3 separate regions of the Sus scrofa genome follow, and all the other regions are linked to region 3. Evidence: chromatin contacts called from public Hi-C data. All regions are on one chromosome and are shown on one strand. The core of a region is the stretch at or near the end of the contact, and the rest is flanking DNA. Distances in the headings are between cores, read along the strand shown. Region 1 has its middle 170 kb from the start of CITED2. Region 2 has its middle 550 kb from the start of CITED2. Region 3 overlaps LOC110259987 (a long non-coding RNA gene).

Region 1 (3,881 bases), core at 66-2,565, 150 kb before region 3:
TGCAAACTGCCAGAAGCATAAAGCTTTTCCCTTACAGCTCTCAGGAGGAACCAACACTACTGAATTCTTGCTCTTGGACTTTTAACCTCCCAAACTGTGAGACATTTCTGCTGTTTAAGCCACAAGGTTCATGGTATTTTGTTATGGCAGCCCTAGTAAACTAATATACTACTGTACCCTGTTTCTAGAACTGTGACTAAATAAATTAAGCATTCAATAAAAATTTTTTTATGGCCACACCCATGGTATATGGAAGTTCCTGGGCTAGGAACTGAATCCAAGCCTCATATGCAACTTCTGCTGCAGCTGCAGCAGCACCATATCCTTTGACCCTCTCCACTGGGCTGGGGATTGAACCTGTGCCTCTGCCAAATCTGTCTGATTCTTAAATCTACTGAGCCATAGCAGAAACTCCCAGTAAATATTTTTTTGAGTGACTGTTGAAAATAAATAAATGGATGAATGAATGAATATATTTTACCTCAGGAAAGTCATTTATTTTTTTCTAGTCCTCAGTGTTGTCATTTGTAAAATGACATCTGCTACAGTGTAGAAGATTTATCCAGTTCTTGTCTGTTCTACTACATTCATAAAAAAGAACTCTTATGACAGAAAAATTGATCATATATTAGAAGTTATCCAGAGAGCTTATTTAATCAGACTCTCTATTAAAAAAATACAAGCAGACATGAGTTTTAGGGATGATTGAAATTTTAATTTGACCTGAGGCAATACTCTGAAATGAATAATTTCCTGAGTTTGCTTTCAGATTTTGATCCTGTGTTTTTCCTTGACGAATTTATCTATTTATAGCAATCAGGTCAGTGAGACTGTGTGAGTTATAGGCAAAGTGATTTCATCGCACTCCAGGCTCAACTATATTTCAGAATAGAATCTTCCTTATTGAGGACTGAGCCATCAGCAAAGACATGGTACAGGAATTGAATTAGAACAGAATGCAGAAAATTGTCTTCATAGTTGAGAAGTTTGGGCGTGTCATTACCTGAGATGATATTAAATTTATCAGTGTGCCTTCAAATAATAAGCTTTGAAGAAGGAGCTGGATGAACAGTGAGCAGAACTCCAGAGAGTGATCTGGATGTGGAAGATTCATTAGTCTGGATGCTATCTGGAAAGCTTCAGCTGGCCAGAATGAGCTTATATGTTAAGACTGGCTTAGGTGGGCTCTCCAGGGTTGATTTGCAGAGGTAATTCTTCAGAAACCCAGTTCACTGGACAGAGCTCTGGCTCCATTTCCTTTTTTAGATCCTTTACCTTCCAGTGAAACTACAGGGCCCTGTTCTCCCCAACCCTGTGTTCAGAACCTTTGACCCCTCTAGTGTGGAAGTCTTCCAAGTGTCCTATCATTGAAAGTTAACATTTTCTGCTTTATTCTTTTTCCTTCTACTCTTTAGAAACTCGTATTTCCTGAGGTGGATATTTACGCCAATAAAAGAATCGATTACTCAGTGTGCAAAACTCTTGGATGGATGGGTGAGGAGGGTAAAAAATTTATAGCTTCAGTAGATTCATCTTCTCTCATTAGTGGTCTGCTGTGTCCTTTGGGGAAGATATTTTGAGCCAGGATTTTGGTACTTTTCAGCTTCGCTAACTCTTGGATTCTCTTAGGTACCCATCACAGTGTTAAATATATGAAATTAAAATCAGCAAAGAGCAGAATATCCTTCTTGCTTTCCCATCCCTACCCCAGTTTTGCAAATGGGTCAATAAAAATAGTGTCCTTGGTGTGGGCAAGGGTGTAAATTCATACAGTGAAAACTCAAATGGAAAACAAATCCCCAGAACACAGGCTATATTTCAAATCCTTGGATTATGGAGAGCAGTTAGAGAAGAAACCTTAAATGTCATCTAATTTAACTCACTTATTTTACAGATTAGGAAAGAGAATGCTCTAAGAGGTTTTCTGACTAGCAGACCTTATATTCTTCATGTAGCTCTATATTTTTATATATTTAGGATTTTTGTTTGTGTGTTTGTTATTCTTCCTTGCATTATCTCTGCCTGATCTAGGGCAATATATATATATATATATATATATATGTATGTATATGTATATATGTATATGTGTATATATATATGTATATGTGTATATATATATGTATATATATATGTATATGTGTATATATATATATGTATATATATGTATATGTATATATATATATATATATATATATATATATATATATATAAATAAATAAAATAGGAGTGTGGGTGAATCAACCAAGATCAAAGAGCTAGCAAACTGAAAGAACTTGGATGAAAGTTCATATTCCCTGGTTCTTAGTTCCTTGCTCTGTGATTTGAGCATTAAAGCAAATCAAAACTGGGTGAAGATTAGAATTTGTGGTTCCTAGACTCAGATAAAATGGACTGCTGTGTTATTCTCTATAGTCTAATATTTGTTATCAGCCTCTATGGCAATGGTTCTATTTCTTCTGGAGGATGGAGTAATGATCCCCATTTGAGATTCTGAATATCAGGAATCCTCTTCTCAGAAAAATGTACACACACAGTTTGCACATAAGTTCAGCAGATTGAGGGAAGGCCCCTAAGCTCTGAACTAATGTTCTAAATATTAATGTCAACTCATGTTTATTGAGTGTTTTCTATGTTCTAGGCATTATTATTAGGAATTTACATGTACTACATCGTTTAACTCCTGTGGCACTTAAAAGCAGGTTTCTTTCTAATTTCCACTCTATAGAAAGAATAGAGACATTTAGAGAACGTCTGTTTATTTAACACTATTTAAAAAATACTGATGATTCCAGGTGCTAAGGACACAATGCTACAAAAAATGGGCCCTTTACAAATCCAACTAGTATCCATGAGGATGTGAGTCCAATCTCTGGCCTTGCTCAGTGGGTTAAAGGATCTGGCATTGCCATGAGCTGTGGTATAGGTTGCAGATGTGGCTTGGATCCCATGTTGCTATGGCTGTGGTGTAGGCTGGTAGCTGCAGCTCTGATTTGACCTCTAGCCTGGGAACTTCTATATGCCATTGGTGTGGCCCTAAAAAAAAGAGGAGGGGCAACGCCTGCCCCCATCAAACTTGGAATCCAATGAAGCAGGCTGATTGCATGTTTACACAGAAATATGCCACAAAGCAAACAGACATGGAGAAGTGTGTCAGGCAGTGGTAACAATACATACAGGTGGAGTGTTGGAGGAATCTAGAGGAGGAGGTCAGGCTTGGATCACTAAGAGAAACAGGTGTAAGGGGCACATAACAAGGGGCTGCAGAAGAGGTGACATGGGTGGGACTAAAATCCTTTCCAGAGGTCAGCTCCAGAGGAGAGATGCCAGAATTAAACCAGATCCATCTGTCTCCAAAGTCAGCCTGTGCCCATCGTTGCAGCAGTTGAGTTCTAACTATGATGTCTCTTGGCAGTACTTTGTAATATCCTATCCTGATCTTCTCCATGCCTATGGGAAGTACACTTTCCTAAAGTGCCCAAAACAGAGTTTCGTGGACAATCTATGATGAATGACCAAGTTTGTTTGTTTGTTTGTTTTCTTTTTTTTTGGCCACATCGGCAGCATTTGGAAGTTCCTGGGCCAGGGTCAAATTGGAGTTGCAGCTGTGGCCTGTGCCACAGCCATGGCAGCACTGGATCTGAGCCACATCTGTGCCTTACACTGCAGCTTGCAGCAACGCCAGATCCTTAACCCACTGAGCAGGGTCAGAGATCAAATCTGCATCCTCACAGAGACAACGTTGGGAAGGTCCAAGTTTTAAAATATTTAATTTGTCGCACTGTGCTCTGATACTTTTTCTTATTTTCTGTTGCAGGATCAGTATGTCACCCCTTCCATGAAGGCTTGACCCCCAAGCTTGTCCCCATGTCTGGAGGGGCTCT
Region 2 (4,254 bases), core at 138-2,637, 230 kb after region 3:
AATCTCAACTTCCTCATCTATAAAAAATATTAGAGTAAAACATTATGCATGGGATTGTGGGGAGGAAGGATATCAAGTATAATATGGCAGACCAAGTTCCGGATCCAGTGGAGGAATCATATATCTTATTTAGTTCTCTTCTCTCTTCCCCTCAATGAACTAAACTATTAAACATTTGAGAGAGTGTCTTATAGAAGAATGGAAAGGATAATAAAATAAATAATAAAAAAGTTAAGTGCATTAATAAAAATACAAGTAAATAAGGGTATTTGATTAATGATCATCCTACAAACCATGGTTAATGATGCTTTGCCCCCAAAGCTACATGTATTATTAGTCTTTAGACAAAGCCTCAGTTCATAACCTGTACATTCATTAAACCTGAAATAGGCAAATGGATTATACTCAAAAGTCAATAGGCTGGATAAAATCACTTCTTAAGTAACATTTTCTATTTGTTATTGGCCCATTTGGACCTCAAGGATAAAAGATATTACTTATCAACTAATTTATACAGTGATGAGAATGAGAGATAATATAATGGATGAGAGAATCAAGATGAAAAATTATTTCAATAGGCTCAAATAATGGACCAAAACTAACAAGTAAAATTTAACAGGAATCAAGTTGAGACCTGCATTTGGGTTAGGTTCATGCTGTTAATTCCATATTATAAGAGAGAAGAGACATGTCTAGAAAATAATTCATGTGAAATCTATCTTGGAATTTTAGTTGACCAAAACTAAATGAGCTTACAATGTGAAGTGATTTTGAAAAATAGAAAATGACATATGAGGTTAATAAAAGAAGTAGGGACCATGAAAAATTATAAAAAGGATTTGCACTATTTTTTTACTAGTATTCATTCACCATCATCCAGTCGAATTCCTATATCAATCTAATAAAATATTCCCAAAGTCTTTGGGAGAGCTGTGTTTTCCATCTGTCCCTGGGATAAACTTTGGTCTCATTCCATTTGTTATGTTTTGGTTAAATGCCTCTTTAGCATCCCAATGAGGGCACAGCAGTTTGTAAAGGTGATATCTTGTAGTTTTATGTGTACATTTGTACGTGTGCACATCTAGGAGAGCCGGATGGCATTTAGATCCCAAGAATGGGAAAAAAAAATTTTTTTCCCATATGAGATTCTCCAAATGTTCTAGTCAACTCTTAGCTCTGACATCTTCCCACTTACTCAAGTTCATGAGATTCGATAGCCCTGTGGGGACTCTCATGTGCTTAATTAACACTGGGGCCAGGGGAGTACAGCTGTGAATGTTTGCTATGGCCATGGTCACTGATTGTTCTCCTGGTTAGGTAAGCAGTGCTAAGCTCTGTGTACACAATTGTGATTGCGACAACCATCACTACCTATTTTGGTGCTCAACATGAGTCAGCTTCCTTACTAGCTCTTTACCCTATTCAGTGACATGCTGCCATCTAGAGTCTTGTGTCCAGCCAAGGGATGTCTACTGGTTGTTCAGAGCTACCTATCCCCATTGCCCCATCTCATGGACCTGTGGCTTCCAAAGTCAAACACACATGCAAATAATAACAATGAAAAAAACATACACCTTGCCTTCTGACGTTTCAACATTCAGTAGAGAAATATTGGGATTTTTGTGAAGCTCATGGATTCTTTTCTTCCCTTGGCTGTCTTGTAGGGTGCCACACCTTGTGGTGAGGGAAAAAAGTCTTATTGTTAAAGACTTTCTTTTCCACTGGTGAGACTATTTAGAATCTGGTTCGAAAAGATAATACTGGTATAGACGTAATTAATAGTAATTTCTTTCATTTGGATCTGTGTACACATATGTGTGGGGAAGCTTGGGGTCCAGAGTGCCACCAAACTTGATGAACAGCATCTATGTAATCTGGGTCTATAGATTTGCTCCCAATATCAGAGTACCTCCTATACTCTTAAAAAGCATGTACTTTCATGGTGAAGTGGCAGAGGTGAGGGTGATCTTTGTTCTTAGATACCTGAAATTATCTTCAGCTACTATGTCAAGTCTGCTAGTGATATAAGCAGATTTCCTTGAGGACATCTTCTGTGGTTTTTCAGCCAACGGATATCCTTTGTACACTAGTAATCCTAAAATACCGGGTTGAATAAACAGATGAATCAGTGGACATGTTCGTGTATTTCTTTTTATTGAACTCAGTCTTACTAAATCACAGGTGGATTCTTTCCTTCCAGAGGACAATGACAAAAGGGCCATCAAGATGATGGAATGAGTTGAAGGCCAAGCCCTGTAGGGAATATTGTATGAATGGAGGACATTTCCCTTGTAGAAATGAAGAAGTGAAGACAGAGCAGACATGATGATTATTTTTGTATACTTGAAGGGATGATGTGTCGAGTGGATTTCTGTTTAACTTTAGAGGGTAGAACTCAGATCTGAAAGTAGAATTTTTAGTGAGGCAGATTAAATAACAAGTTTGAAATAGCTAGAGCTCTTAAAAAATGAATTCAACTTCCCTTGTGAAGCAGTGGATTCTCAATCATTGAAACTGTGTAAACTGAAGCTCATAGCTCTCTGAAAGGAATTTGATAGCAGTGGGAAAACTAGATGCATAATGGAGGTTCCTTTCATTTAAAGACTTGATAATCCCGTGATCTAGACCTAAGGATGTTTGTTACAATATTTCTGTCTCTCATACTTTTTTAGAAGGTTTGCTCTTCCCTCAGCTGTTTTCATATTTATCTTCAACCTTTGCATTTCTACATTCAATGATATGAATAATTTAAATGTGTAGGCTGAATGGCCAATGTTACACTCTAGGTACCTGTCTCTTTGTCTTCAAAAAAATGCAGCATCACTTTCAGCAATTATTTTATGACTGTACCCTTTTCCTAGGTACAAGGATGCTAAGGAAAAAGGGCATTAAACATTGGAAGTAACACTAAAGTTGTTTTTATTTGTTGATTCATGAATCTAGGAATATCCATGTTTTTTTAACTTTTATTTCCCCAATACAATTTTTTTTTCTACTGTATAGCATGGTGACCCAGTTACACATATATGTGTATGTTCTTTTTTCTCCCATTATAATGATCCATCATAAGTGACTAGACATAGTTCTCAGTGCTACACAGCAGGATCTCATTGCTAATCCATTCCAAAAGCAATAGCTGGCATCTATTAACCCCAAGCTCCCAATCCATCCCCTTCCTTCCCCTCCCCCTTGGCAACCACAAGTCTTATCTCCAAGTCCATGATTTTCTTTTATAACCTGTTAATTATAAATACTCATCATTTTAAAATGTTTTATTCCAGTCACTTTGATTATTCACAATTACATAGAACCAAAAGTTGCCAGGATAAAACACAGGAATCATTCTTAACGTGATTGGTAGCAGAATAAGACATTCTGAAGATGTTCTTATTTTCAAGTTTAGTGGTACTTGATTCTTGATTAAGAATTAGTCAATAGGAATAAAATCTCTCAAATCCCTCTATTAAGATACTACTGTGTTCAGCTTTTGAAAACTTTCATCAAATTCAGCAAGAAATTTATAACATAGGAGTTTTCTATTTTTTCTTTTCACTTAAAATTTCATTTAAGAGGATGGAAAGAGAGTTGATCTTCCATATAATATTATGTTAAAGGCAAATAAGAAAATCTGAAGAAGATAGAGTTGAAAGTTCACTTAATAATTTTTGGATACGTGAAAGAGAATATCATAGTCATTATAATGTAAAGGTTTATTTCCTAGCACTTACAGTATAAAGCTTATGTAGATATTAAAAATCTCCAGATTATAAGAAATTATCTATTTGTAGATACATGATAAACTTTTTAAATGTTGAATGAATAAACTCAACATTATTATAGTTGAATTTCAGTTTTATTAGGAAATTTTCGCCATTCTTGAAAACTTTAGGATGACATTCTTTGACTTGGAAATCAGAGAACAGGCACATTAGGTTATAAGACAAAAGCATAATATTCAAACCATCACAGTAATTAGATTCATTGATTGTAATTAGAGAGTTGGGAAATAACCTTTATGTTGTCATTCTGAGAAAATAGCTTGCAGTAGTCTGCTACAGTTCAGGGAATTGCAACTATACATGGCTTTAGAGTTAGGTTTTCTATGGATAGATATAATATCATGGAATTTGTACTATCACATAAAATATGAGAACTTATAGTCTTCTTGTGTTTTAATAGTCTCCTTGGTATTTGGTTTATACAAATAACCTAGATGGATAGTACATACTCTGGTAGTCAATATTCCATATACAA
Region 3 (4,162 bases), core at 546-3,045:
TTCCTGTTCGGATTCATTTCCTCTGCACCACAATGAGAACTCCTAATTTTTTGTTAATTGTAAATTATACCAAGGGTTCCTGGCATTAACTGAGACAGAAGGTCTAATGCGGTTTAAGAAAAATTTTACTTTTAAATACGGCAAAGAGAAATTATTAATTAGATTGGGATGTTATTCATGACTATTTCTTAGGTGTAGACATTTAGGCAGCTGTTAATGAATTGTAATTTTTCCCTCAACCCACCAAGGAATTTTCATCAATAATATGGATATTTCCATGGATTTAAGTACCAAAATGATTTGTGAGTAGGTAAGAAAATGACTTAATTCTAGGCATATATTTAGACATTCTACTCCCCCCCATAGCAAACTGATGTCATTGTGATTAGAGAGAGTTTGGCAGAGATGATGCAATAAGAATGACTGTTCAGTGTTTGGGGAAATTCCAGGAAAATTGGATATTAAGGGAAAACCCATAAATTGGTGTTTGAATCCAGGCCCATTGCTGGTCCTTAGGCTCCCAGGTCTTTGGAAGGATAAGTCAACATTGTCCTCTGATATGCAGATGTCCTTATGGAAGCAATGTGTGCACAGCCCAGAGGAGATTCTGACTGAGGTTCTGCTGCATTTGGCTCCAGAGCTCAAGTTACTACTAGTAATAGGCTTTTATTCAAATATCTGTCAGTGAGTAATTGTAGTCAATGGAAATTGCTAATGAGTAACAGGGAGATGGATTTGGCATTGCATTTTGAAGAATAGAACAACTGCTTAGTATTTATTCTGCCTATGAATCTGCACTTCAAGTATTTGTTAGTCATCCAGATAACTTCTCCTTGGTAAATATATTTACAAAACCAACTTTTTTTGATTGTTGCTAATTTTTTGTCTTCCAACACTTTTGGCCATCTTTTTAAGGTGTTTCTATTAGGATTAAATTTTCCATGCAGATTTGAATTAAATGTTATCTTCTTTCACCTCTGAATGCAAGATTTCCCCTTTATATTTTTGAAGATAAAAATATTTCTGACTGTTAAACATTCTAGCCATACAAGAGCTGATGGGATAGCAGTGGTTTAATGGGTATAAAGTTTCAGTTTTCCAAGATGAGGGGAGTACTGGCAGTTGGTTGCACAACTGAATGTGCTTAATACCACTCGCCTATGTACTGGAAAATGGTTAAGATGATACAATTTTTGTTAGGTGTATTTTAATCAAAATTAAAAATTAGAAAAATTTCTTCCCTTTATCCATGTCTCAGTCCTACTTTCTTCCCCAAATCTGGTTGTAGAGCCAGGTCAGCCTCGTAACTTTGTAACTTTCAACATGGTTACAGACTTTGGGAGACAGGCAGCCCTTTCCCAATCAAAGCAAAACTTCTTCACAAAGAATCCCATTAATTATAGTGGTTATCAGTTCCATTTTTTATAGCATAATCTTACAAGTTTTTGCAAAATGAATACATTTTCATATTCATATTATTTTGGTTTCTGATTCATTTTTCATAAATGGAGACATTTTAAGATCATGAGAAAGACAGCCCAGATACCATCACTGGGGTTTTCCCCTTCTGTGACAGCTCACTCAGGAACCCAGGGGCTACAGTGAAAGAAGAGAAAACTTAATTTTAGCTTGTCACCTAATCAGTGCATATTTTCTTTAATATAGCGGCCTCATCCCTATATACCTGTTTGTTCCACATTATTGACGAAATAAATACTAGCAACTGGGGTGGATCTGCCTAAGTAGCTGTTGCATGTCCTGTTCCTTGTTCTCTGAGTCATGCCTTCCCCAACTGTGTTTTTGCCAAGACTGTGCACAAACAAGTTGTTCATTGTTTAATCTGTCAGTGGGGCCAGGACTTGAAGCTTCTACAAGCTTCAGGTATTATTCAACCCTACTCTGTCTTTCTCACCCTTTCTTTTTAAGTGTTTTTGACCTCAGAGAAAATATTTTTCACATACTTTTCTAAAAGGAAAAATCTCTGTATTTAAATTTCCTCTTATAATAATATATGTATTTTCAGATCTCTTCCTTCATTGCTAGAGCAGATAAATATTAATTGGGAACTTTGGTTCATACCTGCTTCACAGCAGTGTGCTCATTAGGTGCTTGGTATGAGTGAGAAGCGTGATGTGACTGCAAGGGATGTCATTTGAATTTTGAGGGCATATTAAGAGAGCTGCCAGGGGAAAGGAGAAGTGGGAGCAAGGGACACGCTGCTTTATGGTGAGACTATACCTGCAGCCTGGTGGTCTTTTCTGGGTAGTACTTTGATTTCAGAGGGTGGGGGGGGGCGGGGGGCAGGACTTGGAACTCTAGCAGCTGAGGGAGGAAACCCGAAACCACATCCTTCATTAATTTAATCATTTATTTATATTTAACTCCTAATCTGTGTCTTCTCTTGGCAATGGGGTGAGAAAAAAATAAACGAACAAACATGTAAAGTCCTGATCTTTATGGAACTTACATTCTGGTTTGGGCAACAATCCATAAATAATCAGACAAATCAATAGGAAACTATTATGTAGTGATAAGTGCTGGGAAGAGAAATAAGTGAGAGTTAAAGGATTTAGAGTGATTGGGGCACTGGTTTTGAGAGCATTCAAGGATCATTCTGAGGAAGTGACACTGAGTAGACTCCTGAAGTAACAGAGTGGGTCATGGAGTATTGGGGGCAGGGTATTCCAGGCAAAGGGAATAGCCAATGAACCTGAAACGGTGCTGTAGACTGAATGTTTCTGCCCCTCACCTAAATTATTCTTGTATGGAAACCTGATCCCCAGTGTGATGGCATTTGGGGGCAGGGCCTTTGGGAGGTGATTAGGTCATGAGGGTGGAGCCCCCATGATGGAGGGTTCCCTTGCCCCTTCTACCATGGAGGACACAGTGAGAAGATGCTGTCTGTGAACCAGGAAGTGGGCTCTTAACAGACACCACATCTGTCAGTGTCTTGATCTTGGATTTTTCAGCCCCCAGAGACTGTAAGAAATGAATTTCTGTTGTACATAAGCCACCCAATCTAAGCTATTTTGTTATCGCAGTCTGAACAGACTGAGACAGGTGGGCACATGAGAAGCAAGCAAACTTTGAGGCTAAAGTGAGAGAGATGTTAGTAGAAGTAGGATTGGAGAGAGGGTCTTGTGGGCCCTGATATAAGCATTACTTTTGTTCTAAGAGTGATGAAAAGCTGTTGGAAGGTTTGGGACAGGGAAAAATTTGATCTGTTTCTTAGGCTCAGTCTAGCTGCTTTGCAGAGAATATATGGTGAGAGGGCCAGACTTGAAGATACCTCATAGATGTCACCAGGTAAAAGAAGAAGAGGGGCAGGAAAGGGACAGTGCAATTGCTCCAAATGTTTAAGGCGTTTTTATGAGTAGAAAGAATTTTTTTCTTTTATATGTAAAGTAAAATATGCTGAAGTTATTTTTAAAAAGGAGAGGAGTTCCCTCTGTGGTCAACTGCAGTGGCTCAGGTTGCTGTGGAGGTGCAGGTTTGATCCCTGGCCCAGCACAATGGGTTAAAGGATCAGGTGTGGCCACAGCTGCAGTTCCGGTCACAGCTGCGGCTCAGATTCGTACCTGGCCATGGAACTTCCATATACTGCAGGTGCAGCCATAAAAAGAAAAAGGAAAAAAAGGACAGAAAGATTGCAGTTCAATTCAAGGAAGGACCTACACAAAACTTACTTTTTCTCTGATTATAGAAGTAACAATTTTTTAAGAAAGTCTATAAGAAAAGAGTAAAGTGCAAATAAAACATATTACTCATAATCCCACCACTCAGAAATAATATTAACATTTCTGTAAGTTTCTAGACTTTTTTCTATGCATGCAGATAGAAATTGTTTTTAAAAATTATTTTTTAATTCAGGTATTTTTATCCTTTTTCTGTAACATAACCTTTTTACTTACCAACATACTATGAATATTTTTTCATTTCACGAAATATTGTATAAAATGATTTGCTTTCACTATACTCATATACATGAACCATCACTTACTTCAACGATTTTTGTATAGTTGAGCAATCAGGTAGTTTTCAGTTTTCTTTTTTTAAAATTATTATAACCACACTGTAAAGAACAGACTAGAATTTTTATCACTGTGTAAATCTCTGGTAATTTACTCAGATAGATTTTTAAGATTACCTAGTTGAAATGTAT

What was found. A called contact is a pair of places that touch in the nucleus more often than the background predicts.
Region 1: a Hi-C map of liver shows a contact between it and region 3, with 4 times the contacts expected there. The contact joins two enhancer-like sites. A contact is called at or near these places in 2 of 47 Hi-C or Micro-C datasets (embryonic fibroblasts and liver) and 1 of 2 datasets of contacts at active chromatin or transcription factors (alveolar macrophages).
Region 2: a contact with region 3 is called in a Hi-C map of liver, with 4 times the contacts expected there. The contact joins two enhancer-like sites. A contact is called at or near these places in 2 of 47 Hi-C or Micro-C datasets (embryonic fibroblasts and liver).

Annotation. Positions count from the first base shown.
Region 1 is chr1:24,980,100-24,983,980 of Sscrofa11.1, reverse strand. No RefSeq gene overlaps it. Among named protein-coding and RNA genes, the nearest start is that of CITED2, 170 kb to the left of the region's middle. Within about 2 kb of position 1,315, at least 1 of the 83 cell types and tissues checked has an H3K27ac peak or open chromatin away from gene starts, as enhancers often do. A contact at or near this core is called in liver, where this site is marked.
Region 2 is chr1:24,603,379-24,607,632 of Sscrofa11.1, reverse strand. No RefSeq gene overlaps it. Among named protein-coding and RNA genes, the nearest start is that of CITED2, 550 kb to the left of the region's middle. Within about 2 kb of position 1,387, at least 12 of the 83 cell types and tissues checked have an H3K27ac peak or open chromatin away from gene starts, as enhancers often do. A contact at or near this core is called in liver, where this site is marked.
Region 3 is chr1:24,835,029-24,839,190 of Sscrofa11.1, reverse strand. All of the region lies in intron 2 of LOC110259987 (a long non-coding RNA gene), which reads left to right. Among named protein-coding and RNA genes, the nearest start is that of CITED2, 320 kb to the left of the region's middle. Within about 2 kb of position 1,795, at least 8 of the 83 cell types and tissues checked have an H3K27ac peak or open chromatin away from gene starts, as enhancers often do. A contact at or near this core is called in liver, where this site is marked.